Linked DNA regions of Ovis aries: region 1 is linked to region 2. A link is a contact called in public Hi-C data. All regions are on one chromosome and are shown on one strand. The core of a region is the stretch at or near the end of the contact, and the rest is flanking DNA. Distances in the headings are between cores, read along the strand shown.

Region 1 (6,037 bases), core at 2,385-4,884, 290 kb before region 2:
TAGCATCTATTTATCATGTGTCCCCTTAACTTTCTCCAACCTGTGGCAGTTTTTCAATCTATTCATATCCTGAGGACCTTAACACTTTTGAAGAATACTGGCTAAGTATTTTGTAGAATGTCCTTCAAATTTTCTGTTGTGTTCTTGTGATTAGAATGGGGCTATATGTTTTTGGAAAGACTACTTCAAAGTGAAATACCCTTCTTAACACATCATATTAGGGTATTGACAGCACAACATTAATGGCAATATAACCTTAATCAATAGGCTAAGAGATTGTATCTGCTAGGTTTCTCCATGTACTTTTTTTCTTTTTGAGCTTTATTCCTTAGAAGTGAATCACTCAACCCAGATCATATACAAGGGAAAAGGAATTAAGCTCCATCTCCCAGAAAGGGTCAGCAAGCAAGCATTTACACACATTATTTGGAATTCCATGTGAAAGATTTGTCCCTTTTTCCCGTTTTAATCATCATTCAGTCATTTTTTTAAAAACTGAAATGTAATTGATTTACAAAATTAGTTTCAGAGGTATAACACAGTGATTCAAAAATTTCATATTACAAACTTTTATAGTATAGTATAAGTTTTATAGTATAGTATACTTCTGTAGTATGGTATAATCTTTTTTATAGTTTATAGTATAAACTTTTTATACTACATTTCATAGTATGAAATATACTTCACTTGAAGTTCTTACAAAAGGTTGTCTGTGCTCTGTAGCTTATTTATTTGCTATGTAGCAGTTTGTTTCATAATCCCCTAAACCTTTTCCTTCTCCCCACTGATAACCAGTAGTTTGTTCTCTGCATCTGTTCCTGATTTGTCCATATTCATTTGTTTTATTTTTTTTAGATTACAAATATAAGTGTTAACATAGAGAATTTGCTTTGTCTAATAGTCCATTGTGTGTGTGTGTGTGTGCACTACATCTTCATCCATTCACTTGTTGACAGATGCTGAGGTTGCTTCCACTTCTTGGCTGTTGTGAGTCACGCTGCTATGGACGCTGGGGTGCATGTATCTTCCGGAATTAGTGTCTTCTTTTCTTCAGATATATACCCAGTGGTGGAATTGCTGGATCATATGGTAGTTCTGCTTTTAGCTTTTTGAGGAACCTCCATAGTGCTTTCAACAGTGGTTGGACCAATTTACATTTCCACCAGCAGTGTACCAGAGTTCCCTTTTCTCACATCCTCACCAGCATTTGTTTGTGATCCTTTTTGATGGTAACTCTTCCGATGGGTGTGAGGTAATATCTCACTGTGGGTTTGATTAGCATTTTTCTGGTGATTAGTGATGCTGAGCATCTTTTCATGTGTCTGTTGGCCCTCTGTATGTCTTTGGGAAAATGTCTATTCAGGTCTTCTCATTTTAAAAATCAGGTTTGATATTGAATTATATGAAGTGTTTATATATATTGGATGTTAACCCTTATCGTCATATCACTTCCAAGTATTTTCTTCCATTTAGCAGGCTGTCTTTTTGTTTTGTTGATAGATTCCTTTGCTGTGCAAAAGCTTTAAAGTTTAATTAGCCCCCACTTGTTTATTTTTGCTTTTTTTCCTTTTCCTTGGGAGACAGATCCAGAAAACTACTGCTCTGATTTATGTCAAAGAGTGTTCTGCCTATGTTTTCTTCTAGGAGTATTATGGTTTCCAGTCTTAACACATTATTGGCTGGTGATGTATTAAAACATCTTTTGTCAGCCAAACGTTATTGACCAGAGACGATTTAGTATTCACCTACATAAAAATCGCTGGCCACAGGTGTTAGTTTCTGCGAAAATTCCCTGGTCAATAATGTGTTAAATTTAGGACTTTAATCCATTTTAAGTTTATTTTTGTATATGGTGTGAGAAAATTAGAACATTTCCTAATTTCATTGATTTATATGAACCTGTCCTGTTTGCCCAGCATCACTTATTGAAGAGACTGCATTTTCCCCACTGTATGTTTTTGCCTCCTTTGCCATAGATCGATTGGCTATAAGTGTGTGAGTTATTGCTGGGCTCTGTATCCTGTCCCACTGATCTATATGTCTGTTTTTGGGCCAATACCATACGGGGTTTTGTGTTTTTTAATATTTATTTATGGCTGTGGCAGGTCTTAGTTGCAGCAGGCGGGGTCTTCTGTTGGAGCACACAAGCTTCTCAAGTTGTGGCTCACAGGCTCCAGAGGGCGTGGGTGCTGTAGTTGCTGCACACAGGCTTAGTTGCCCCTCGCATGTGGGATCTTAATTCCCACAGGGGTTCTTATTTCTTGTTGCAGCCTTTTCTTTTCCACTTAGGAAAGACCCTGTAACATGGTTTTTAGGGTGGGTTTAGTATTGATTAGCTTTCAGGTTTTACTTGTCTGACAAGTTCTTTATATGTCCTTCCATTCTAGATGGCTTCCCTCCTAGCTCTAGTAGGAGCTGCCTGCCGGTTCGATTCCTGGGTTGGGAAGATCCCCTGGAGAAGGGAAAGACTACCCACTCCAGTGTTCTTGGGCTTCCCTGGTGGCTCAGCTGGTAAAGAATCCACCTCTAATGCGGGAGACCTGGATTTGATCCCTGGGTTGGGAAGATCCCCTGGAGAATGGAATGGCTACCCACTCCAGCATTCTGGCCTGGAGAATTCTGGGGACTGTATAGTCCATGTGGTCACAAAGAGTTGGACACGACTGAGTGACTGTCACTTTTCACTTTAAACAAAAGTGACTCTTTTTCTCTCGATCCCCTTAGAATTTTCTTTTTAGCTTCTGCCATCTTAATTATGATATGTGTTGGCATGGATCTCTTCGGATTCATCTTTTCTGGGGCCCTCTGTACTTCCTGTACCTGAATATCTGCTTCCTTCTTCAGATTCAGGGTGTTTTCACCCATAAGTCCACCAAATACATTTTTGACCCTTTGCTCTCTCTTCTTCTTTTGGGACCACTTATTATATAAATGTTGGTACAATTGATGTTGTCCCAGAGGTCCCTTAAACTGTTCTCATTTTTCACATTTCTTTTGCTTTTTTCTGATTGGATGATTTCCATTATTCTATCTACCGGATCACTTATGCATTCTTCTGTATCACGTAGTCTGCTGTTAACTCCTTTGTTTTTTTGTTATTGTAATCTTCAGATTTGACTGGATTTTCTTTTTATATTTTGTAACTCCTTATTAAAATTATCACTGTGTTCATCTATTCTTTTCCCTATATCAGTAAGCATTCCTATTACTAAATCTTTGAACTTTTTTTCTTGTAAATTATTTATCTGTTTCATTAGTTGTTTTTCTTGTTCTTGCTTTTGAAACAAATTCCTCTGTCCTCTCACTTTGATTAAATGTCTCTGTCTCCTTGGAATTAGGTGAAACGGTTACCTGTGCTGGTCTTGTGTGAGAGCAACCCTGTGCAGTCTGTGTGTACCCAGCGGCTTTTCTGGAAGAGCTGGGTCTGACATGCGTGCACAGGTGCTAGCTCGCTCAGGCGTGTCCGACTCTTTGCAACTCTATGGACTGTAGCCCGCCAGGCTTCTCTGTCCATGAGATTCTCCAGGCAAGAATACTGAGTGGGTTGCCTTGCCCCCCTCCATGGGGTCTTCCCAACTCAGGGGTGGAACGCGTCTCCTGTCTCCTGCATTGGCAGGTTGGCTCTCTCCCACTAGCGCCACCTAGTGGAAGCGCGGGCACAAGTCACCACCCCAGGGTGTGCTGGCAGTTAGCGCCTTGATAGGAAGCGAGGCTAGAAACCGAGAGCCTAGGGCTGGAGCCTGGTGTGAGCTGGGGCATCTCTTCTATCAGTGACCAGCACATCCCTTTTGGGTATGGGGTCAGTCCCCACGCTGCTAGAGCAGAAGTCCTGAGGATCAAGTCCACGCTGTCTCTGTTCCCTCTGTGTGTGCGTTCCCTGCTCCCAGCATTGGCAACTTTGTCCTAAAGGGAGCAGTGCTAGGCAAGAGGGGCTGGAGTGGGCGCTCTGTGTGGGTTGGAGCACGGGCTGGGGCAGCCCCTGCACCAGTCAGAGTTCCTGTTCACTCCCCATCTCCTGCCTCCAGAAGCACCAAAAATGCCTTCCCTCATCTGTCTACGTGCTGCATTGGGTCGGAACTGGCCGTGCAGCCCCCTCAGCTGGGGCAGCCTTTGCCCTAGTGTGGAGCTGTGCCACGGGGCAAGAGAGGCCGGGGCAGACTCTCAGCTCGGGCTGGGGCACAACTGGGACCTTTGAGAGAAACTGGCCAGGGTCCCAAACAGCTTTAATCTGTTTCTTCCGCCTTGGTTTTTGGAAATCAGCAGGTGTGTGCACCCTTCAGGAACAGTCTAAGTTTCTTACTGCCCTGCTCTCTGCCCCACTGGTTCCCAAACTAGGTAAGGAGACTCATTCTCCCAGGGCCAGGCCCCCAAGCCTGCCCAGTGTCTCCAGGGGCCATCTCCAAGGCCATGTAATTGCCCGCCTCTTCTGTGTCCACTCCCAGGGGTGCAGATCACCCCGATCACTTTTCTTTCCTTCCTGCCTGATCCTGTGTGAATCTCTTACAGCCTCGGTGGTAGGTGTCCTTTGCCGTTCTCCACCTCACATGCATTTTTGATGTGCTCAAGGGTGTGGGTGAGCTTGTGTCGTCCTGTTCCGCCATCTTGATCTCCTCCAACTTCATTTTTTAAGGATAGTCTTTCTGCGTGTAGAATTCTTGGGTGGCAGTTTTTCCTTCTAACTCTTTAAACATGCCACTCCAGAGCTTCCCTGGTGGCTCAGTGATAAAGAATCTCCTGCCAATACAGGAGATGCAGGTTCCATCCTTGGGTCAGAAAGTGCCCCAGGAGAAGAAAACGGCTGCCCACTCCAGTGTTCTTGCCTGGGAAATCCCATGGACAGAGGTGCCCAGGGGGCTACAGTCCATGGCATCACAGAGAGTCGCAACAGTGACTAAACGGCGACAATATGCCACTCCACTGTCTTCTGTTGCTTCTGAGAAGCCAGTTGTTAATTGCGCTGTTTCCTTGAGTGATTTTTTTCTTGCTACTTTTTGACCTTTCCTTGTTCTTTCATGGGTTTCCCTGGTGGCTCAGACAGTAAAGCGTCTGCCTGCAATGCGGGAGACCCAGGTTGGATCCCTGGGTTGGGAAGATCGCCTGGAGGAGAAAATGAGTACTTCAGTACTTTTGCCTGGAAAAATCCATGGACTGAGGAGCCTGGTAGGCTACAGTCTGTGGGGTCACAAAGAGTCGGACACGACTGAGTGACTTCACTTTCACTTACTTTCTTTGTTCTTTCATGGTATATTTAGGGAGGGAGCTCTTTGTGTTGATTTAACTTGGGATTCATTGATATTCTTGGATCTGCAGTCTTAGTGATCGTTATCAAATCTGAAAGTTTGAGGGCTATTATATCTTCAAATGATTTTTCTGTCCCTTTTTTTAACCTCCTTTTTTTCTGACTACCATTTCCTACGTTGGTATGCTTGACGTTGCCCATCGGTCCTGAGGCTCTGTTCATTGTTGCTCAATCTTTTTTCCTGTCTAGTATTCAGGCTTGGGTGATTTTCACGATCTGTGTTCACGTTCATTGATTCTTCTACCATCTCACATCTATTGCTAAGATCATCTAGTGGGACTTCCCTGGTGGTGCAGCGGTTAAGGCCTGTACTCGTACTACACGGGGCTCAGGGTTGATTCCTGGCTGGGGCACTAAGATCCTGCATACTGCACAGCCTGGCCAAAAAAAAAAATGTTCCCTCCCTGTTCTTTTATGGCTGTACCTACACCCCCGCTTCCAACTCCTGAAAACTATGAAGAAATGTTGTCCAATTCTATAATTGTCCTTTCAAGAAAGTGGTATAAGAGAAATCATATAGTATGTGAACATTTAAGAGTGGCTTCTTTTACTTAGCACGATGCCTTTGAGATCTATCCCAGCTGTTGCATGTATCAAGAGTTCATTCCTAGGTGTCCCTGCTGGCCCAGTGGTTGAGAATATGCCTGTCAAAGCAGAGGACACGGGTTCAATCCCTTGTCCAGGAAGATACATGCTGTGGGGCAGCTAAGCCCAAGCACCACAACTACTGAAGCCCAC
Region 2 (5,810 bases), core at 474-2,973:
GTTCTCATTTAGGGGCCCAGAGTGCTCCACACTGATCACTCTGGAGGGCTTCTCTGCCCTGTCCTTCCCTGTCTCTGCGGTAGCCAACACTGCTGGTCACTCCCTCCTTATAACTATCTGCCCTTGCAGCTTCCACACACCATTCTTCCCTGATTCACCTATCTTTCTATTCCCTCATCTCTTTACAAGTGGAAGGTTTCCTCTTCCGCTTGCCTCTGTGGCATTCCCATGGTGCCATCTTTCATCTTTACTGAGTTCTTCATCCAAACCTCACAATCTCATCTGCCATTACAGGTTAGAACAAAGAAATTCATGTCTTCATGTAGTGAGCTGATCTCCAGACCTCTGTAACCAACTGCCACCTAAACACCCCAGACAAACCTCAAACTCAACCTATCCCAAAGCAATCTGACTACCTTTCCCAATAAACCAGTTCCTCTCTCCGTACTTCTCATCTTGGTGAAGAGCCAAATACACAGGCCAGAATCATCCCCAAGTCTTCCCTCTCACCCACTGCCCATATTAAGACACCAAGAATTACTGATTCTATTTCTTTCAAGGTATCTGTCCCCAGTCCCCACCCTCACCATTTCTACAGCCACTTCAATTCTTCTTGGCTAAAGGGCAAAGGCCTCTGTCCTCAAGCGTCTGCCACTTTTTCAGTCTACCTTCATTCTTACAAACAAAGTACCCTTTAAAAGATAAAAATCTGGTCATCTCATTATCCTGCTTCTAATCTTCCCACTGTCCGCACACAGTTTTTAAACTTTCTTAGTTCAACCTTCAGAACCCACTGACATCTCCTGTTTGTCAGTCTCTCTAGGTTCAAATGCCTTCATGTCCCCTAAGCACTCATATTCCAATCAAATGAAACTGCAAATATTACACAGGAAGTACTTCCTGATTACAGGCTCCAGCATATCATGTTCCCTCTGCTTAGAAAGCATGTGCTCACTTATATCTGGCTATTACCTTATATGAAAACCCAGTGTCACCTCCCACAGGCAAAATGATACACTCAAATTCTGACACTTCAGTGTCTCTCTGCTATGTCCCAACTGCCATAGCACTTACATTGTAGCTATTCATCTTTGTATCCTTACTAAGACAAACCTACCATGAGACAAACATGAGTTGAAAACAAAGAGCTAGAGTAGCAATGACTTGCAGGAGACGTTCCAGAGAGAGACACTGTTCACACAGCAGGGAGACAAGGGGCGAGATTCCAGGCTCTCTAAGCAGAGTAACCACATTCCAGATGTTAGTGAAACCTGCACCCATCTATCTACCCTGAGCTTTGCTGCCTCCAGATTACTCTTGGACTTTGACACCTAAAGTCAAATAAAACATGGTTCCTATCAAACTCTCAAGAACTTCAGCAGTGGAGGTTTTTAAGCAAATTAATGGAGCCCCAGTTTGTAGTACTAGAACCAGGTCATTAAGGGGCTATTATCTTGAATCTCCTCTTCCTGAAAAAAGGATAAGAGAAAAACTCTAGCAGGGGATATTCAGAAAAAAGAATTAAAGAGCATTTCAGCAGTTTCTGTTACCCACGTGATTCCTGTCTTAAAATGCACTGGCTAGCACAAGTGATCCAGGTCTTGATAGCCTGTGGCAAGCAGCCCCCTGAGTCATAAGGCACTGAGGCCAGATGAATTCCAATGGGCTGTAGATAGTTTGCCTGCTTCCAGAGGAGCCAGACCCAGCTACAGTGAAAGGAGCCTGCAGCCCCCTCTACTGGTTGTTTTCAGAACAACACTGCCTGGAGCTTTTGCAAGGGTATGTTAGAGCCCTGGCATGTTCATGTCTCTCGGGAAACAACCTTTAATGAAGGCAATGGCACCCCAGTCCAGTACTCTTGCCTGGAAAATCCCATGGATGGAGGAGCCTGGTGGGCTGCAGTCCATGGGGTAGCTAAGAGTTGGACACCATTGAGCAACTTCACTTTCACTTTTCACTTTCATGCATTACAGAAGGAAATGGCAACCCACTCCAGTGTTCTTGTCTGGAGAATCCCAGGGACGGGGGAGCCTGGTGGGCTGTCGGCTATGGGGTCGCACAGAGTCGGACACAACTGAAGCGACTTAGCAGCAGCAGCAGGCTCTAAAGGGTCAAGAAAGAGTTTACAAATCCGGTGTTCATTCCCCCTTCCACCTTTTTTCTTTTCCCCTAAAAGCTCATATGTGGGGAAAATCAGAGAGAGACTGTGCATGCCTAGGGAAAGGCGCACACTCAGAAGAGACCTGAGAAGACCTTGAGTTCATACCTCAAGCTGACTCTCAGCACAGAAACAACCCACTACAGTACAAAAATAGTAAACAATAAACAAAAGTCAGAAAGCCTAAGGAAAAGGAAGAAAATCTGATTTTGAGCTACGATTTTATTAGATCAAGTATCCAGTTTTCAACAAAGAATTCACAAGGTAAACAAAGAAACAGTTAAGTATAGCCCAGGCAAATACATAAACAAATTAACAGTCTCTGAAAAAAACCCAATAAAAAGTCTACTAGACAAAGGCTTTAAAACAACCATCTCAAAAATAAATAAAACATTAAAGATGCTCCAAGAATTAAAAGATGTGGAGAAAGTCAAGAAAACAATGCATAAACAAAATGGAAATATCAATAAAGAGACAGAAAGAAACAAAGAGAAATTCTGGAGCTGCAAAGCACAGTGACTAACATGAAAATGACTAGAGGGACTCGAAGGCAGATCTGAACAGGCCAAACAAAGAGTCAGTGAACTTGAACAGAAAAAAGGATTAAAGAGAAGTGAATAAAGCCTGGAACACCACGTGATGAACCAACATACACATTTTGAAAGTCCCAAAAGGGACCACGTGACCATCAAGAGCCGAACAGTTAAAGAAGGTATGGTGTGTGCGCGCGCGCACACACACACACACACACACACACACTCACGCATGCATGCACGCACGCACACACACTATGGAATATTACTCAGCCATAAAAAAGAATGAAATACCATTTGCAACAACATGAATGGACCTAGAGATTATCACACTAAGTAAGTCAAAGACAAATATATCACATGTGGAATCTTAAAAAAAAAAAAAAAAAAGGTCCCAAATAAACTTACTTACAAAACAGTAAAAGACTCAGACACAGAAGACAAACTTACGATTACCAAAGGAAGGGAGGGGTAAATTAGGAATTTGGGATTAAGAGATACACATTCACTATATATAAAACAAATAAACAACAAGGACCTCTTATACAGCACAGGGATCTATATTCAATATCTTGCAATAACCTATAATGAAAAAGAATCTAAAAAGAACATATATATATATATGGATAACTCAATCAATATGCTGTACACCTGAAAGTTATACAACACTGTACATCAACCATATTTCAGTTTAAAACTTAGTCTTTAAAAAACAACAACAATAAAAACAAAGCCTTGGGAATATGTAGAAAAATTATCAGAGTTCTAACAGTTGCGTCTTTGGAGTTCTGGAATGAAAGGAGGAAGAGACTGGGACAGAAAAAAATGTTTAAAGAAATAATGGCCCAAAACTTCACAAACCAGAGTAAGAGATAAAAATTTACATAACCAAGAAATTCAGCAAAGATAAACTTTAAAAAAAAACCATAAATCATTCAAAGACCAAATACAAAGAAAAGTATTGAAAGCAGTCACAGGACTTCTTTTTTAAACTAACATCTTTCAAGAGCTGAAAGAAAGGATCACTCAATCCCATGAAACTATCCTTCCAAAATGAAAGAATATATATAACACTCCCATTTGAACCAAAACTAAGAAAATTGCAGCCAGCAGGCCTGTTCTAAAAGAAGTGCTAGTAGAAGGTCTTCAGGCTGAAGTAAATGCTAAAAAGTAAACATGAACGGGAATGAATGATGAAAAGAAACAGCAAAATTCTAAGTAAATATAAAAGACTATTTTTGTCCTCTTAACGTTCTTTAAAATATGTATTGGTTCGGCCAAAAAGCTCGCTCAGGGTCTCCCATAACATCTTACGAAAAACTGGAACTAACTTTCTGGCCTACCCAATAGTGCTGGAGAGGATGTGAAGAAACAAGAACCCTTACATTGCCTGTGGGAATGTAAAATGGAGCAGCCACTAGGGAAAACAGTATGGTAGTTTCTCAAAAAAGGAAAAATAACAATTATCCTAAGATCTAGCAATTTGGCTTCTGGGTATACACTCAAAAGAACTGAATGCTGAATCTCCAAGAGGTATTTGTACACTTGTGTTCACAGCAGTACCATTATGCATAACAGCCAAAAGGCAGACACCACTCAAATATATACACTAATAGATAAATGAATAAACAAAATGTCATACATACATAAGATGGAATAGTAAGCAGCCTTCAAAAGGAAGGAAAACCTGACACACACTACAACATTAATGAGCCCTGAAGAGGTTATAAATGAAACAACCAGTTACAAAAGAACAAATACCCTGTAATTCTCCTATGAAGTAAAGTAGCCAAAGTCAGAGATACAAAGCACACTGGTGGTTACCAGAGGGAGAAGGGAGGATGGGCAGTCACTGTTTAATGGGTATACAGGTTTAGTTTTGCATGATGAAAAACTATCCTTTGGATGGATGGCAGAGATGATGGTACAACTGACTCTATCTAATGCCACTAAACTGCACACTTACAAATGGTTAAAAATAGGGCTTCCTTGGTGGTCCAGTGGTTAAGAATTCACCTGCTGATACAGAGGACATGGGTTTGATCCATGGAGCAGAAAGATCCCACATGTCTCAGGGCAACTAAGCACGTGCGCCACAATTACTGAGCCCATGCACCTAGAACAACAAGAGAAGCCACCGCAATGAGAAGCCCACACCCCACAACTAGAAAGCAGGCCCTGCTCACTGCAACTCGAAAAAGCCTGTGCACAGCAACAGACCCCGTGTGGCCAAAAATAAACAAACAAATGTTTTTCAAAAAATGGTTAAAATAAAAATACCACAATATTAAAAAAAATTCAGATTTTGTAAAAAGACATATACTGTATGATTCTATTTATACGAGGTATTGCTGCTGCTACTGCTAAGTCGCTTCAGTTGTGTCTGACTCTGTGCGACCCCAGAGACGGCAGCCCACTAGGCTCCCCCATCCCTGGGATTCTCCAGGAAAGAACACCGGAGTGGGTTGCCATTTCCTTCTCCAATGCATGAAAGTAAAAGTGAAGTTGCTCAGTCGTGTCCTTCCAGGCTCCTCCGTCCATGGGATTTTCCAAGCAAGAGTACTGGAGTGGGGTGCCATTGCCTTCTCCAAGAGTAGTCATATTCATACAAACAGAATGGTGGTGTCAGGGGATAGGTTAAGTAGGAAATGGGGAGTTGTTCAATTGGTATAGTTTGTTTTACAAGATTAAAAAGTTCTGGATGTTGGCTGTACAACACTGTGAATACTAAATATAAATGAACTTTAGACTTAAAAGTGGTTGAAATGGTACATTTTATGTTACGCTTATCACAAAAGTAAAACTATACATAAACATACATAAATACATACAGGCACACATTTGAAAAAATTTGTCTTCATAGAGAAGAGAAGCAAGGGAGAAGGGCACTAGTTTCCTGACAACGCATCAGCTGTGTGCCTGAAACAATACCCAATGTTTCCTCCAAAAGAAAATTTCTGATTCTTCTGAATGAATGACAAATGCCTTTTTGGGATTTATCAGCTGTGTTATTAATTCTAAAAGACTGCTGCTGCTAAGTTGCTTCAGTTGTGTCCGACTCTGTGCGACCCCAGAGACGGCAGCCCACCAGGCTCCCCCATCCCTGGGATTCTCCAGGC

What was found. Hi-C and Micro-C count contacts between places; a contact is called where the count stands out from the background.
Region 1: a contact with region 2 is called in a Hi-C map of liver, with 2.0 times the contacts expected there. The contact joins two enhancer-like sites. A contact is called at or near these places in 5 of 16 Hi-C or Micro-C datasets (blood, liver and tail adipose tissue).

What each region holds. Positions count from the first base shown.
Region 1 is chr24:28,798,423-28,804,459 of ARS-UI_Ramb_v3.0, reverse strand. No RefSeq gene overlaps it. Among named protein-coding and RNA genes, the nearest start is that of SBDS, 42 kb to the left of the region's middle. Within about 2 kb of position 3,634, at least 2 of the 54 cell types and tissues checked have an H3K27ac peak or open chromatin away from gene starts, as enhancers often do. A contact at or near this core is called in liver, where this site is marked.
Region 2 is chr24:28,510,829-28,516,638 of ARS-UI_Ramb_v3.0, reverse strand. All of the region lies in intron 5 of CRCP (CGRP receptor component), which reads right to left. Among named protein-coding and RNA genes, the nearest start is that of CRCP, 28 kb to the right of the region's middle. Within about 2 kb of position 1,723, at least 15 of the 54 cell types and tissues checked have an H3K27ac peak or open chromatin away from gene starts, as enhancers often do. A contact at or near this core is called in liver, where this site is marked.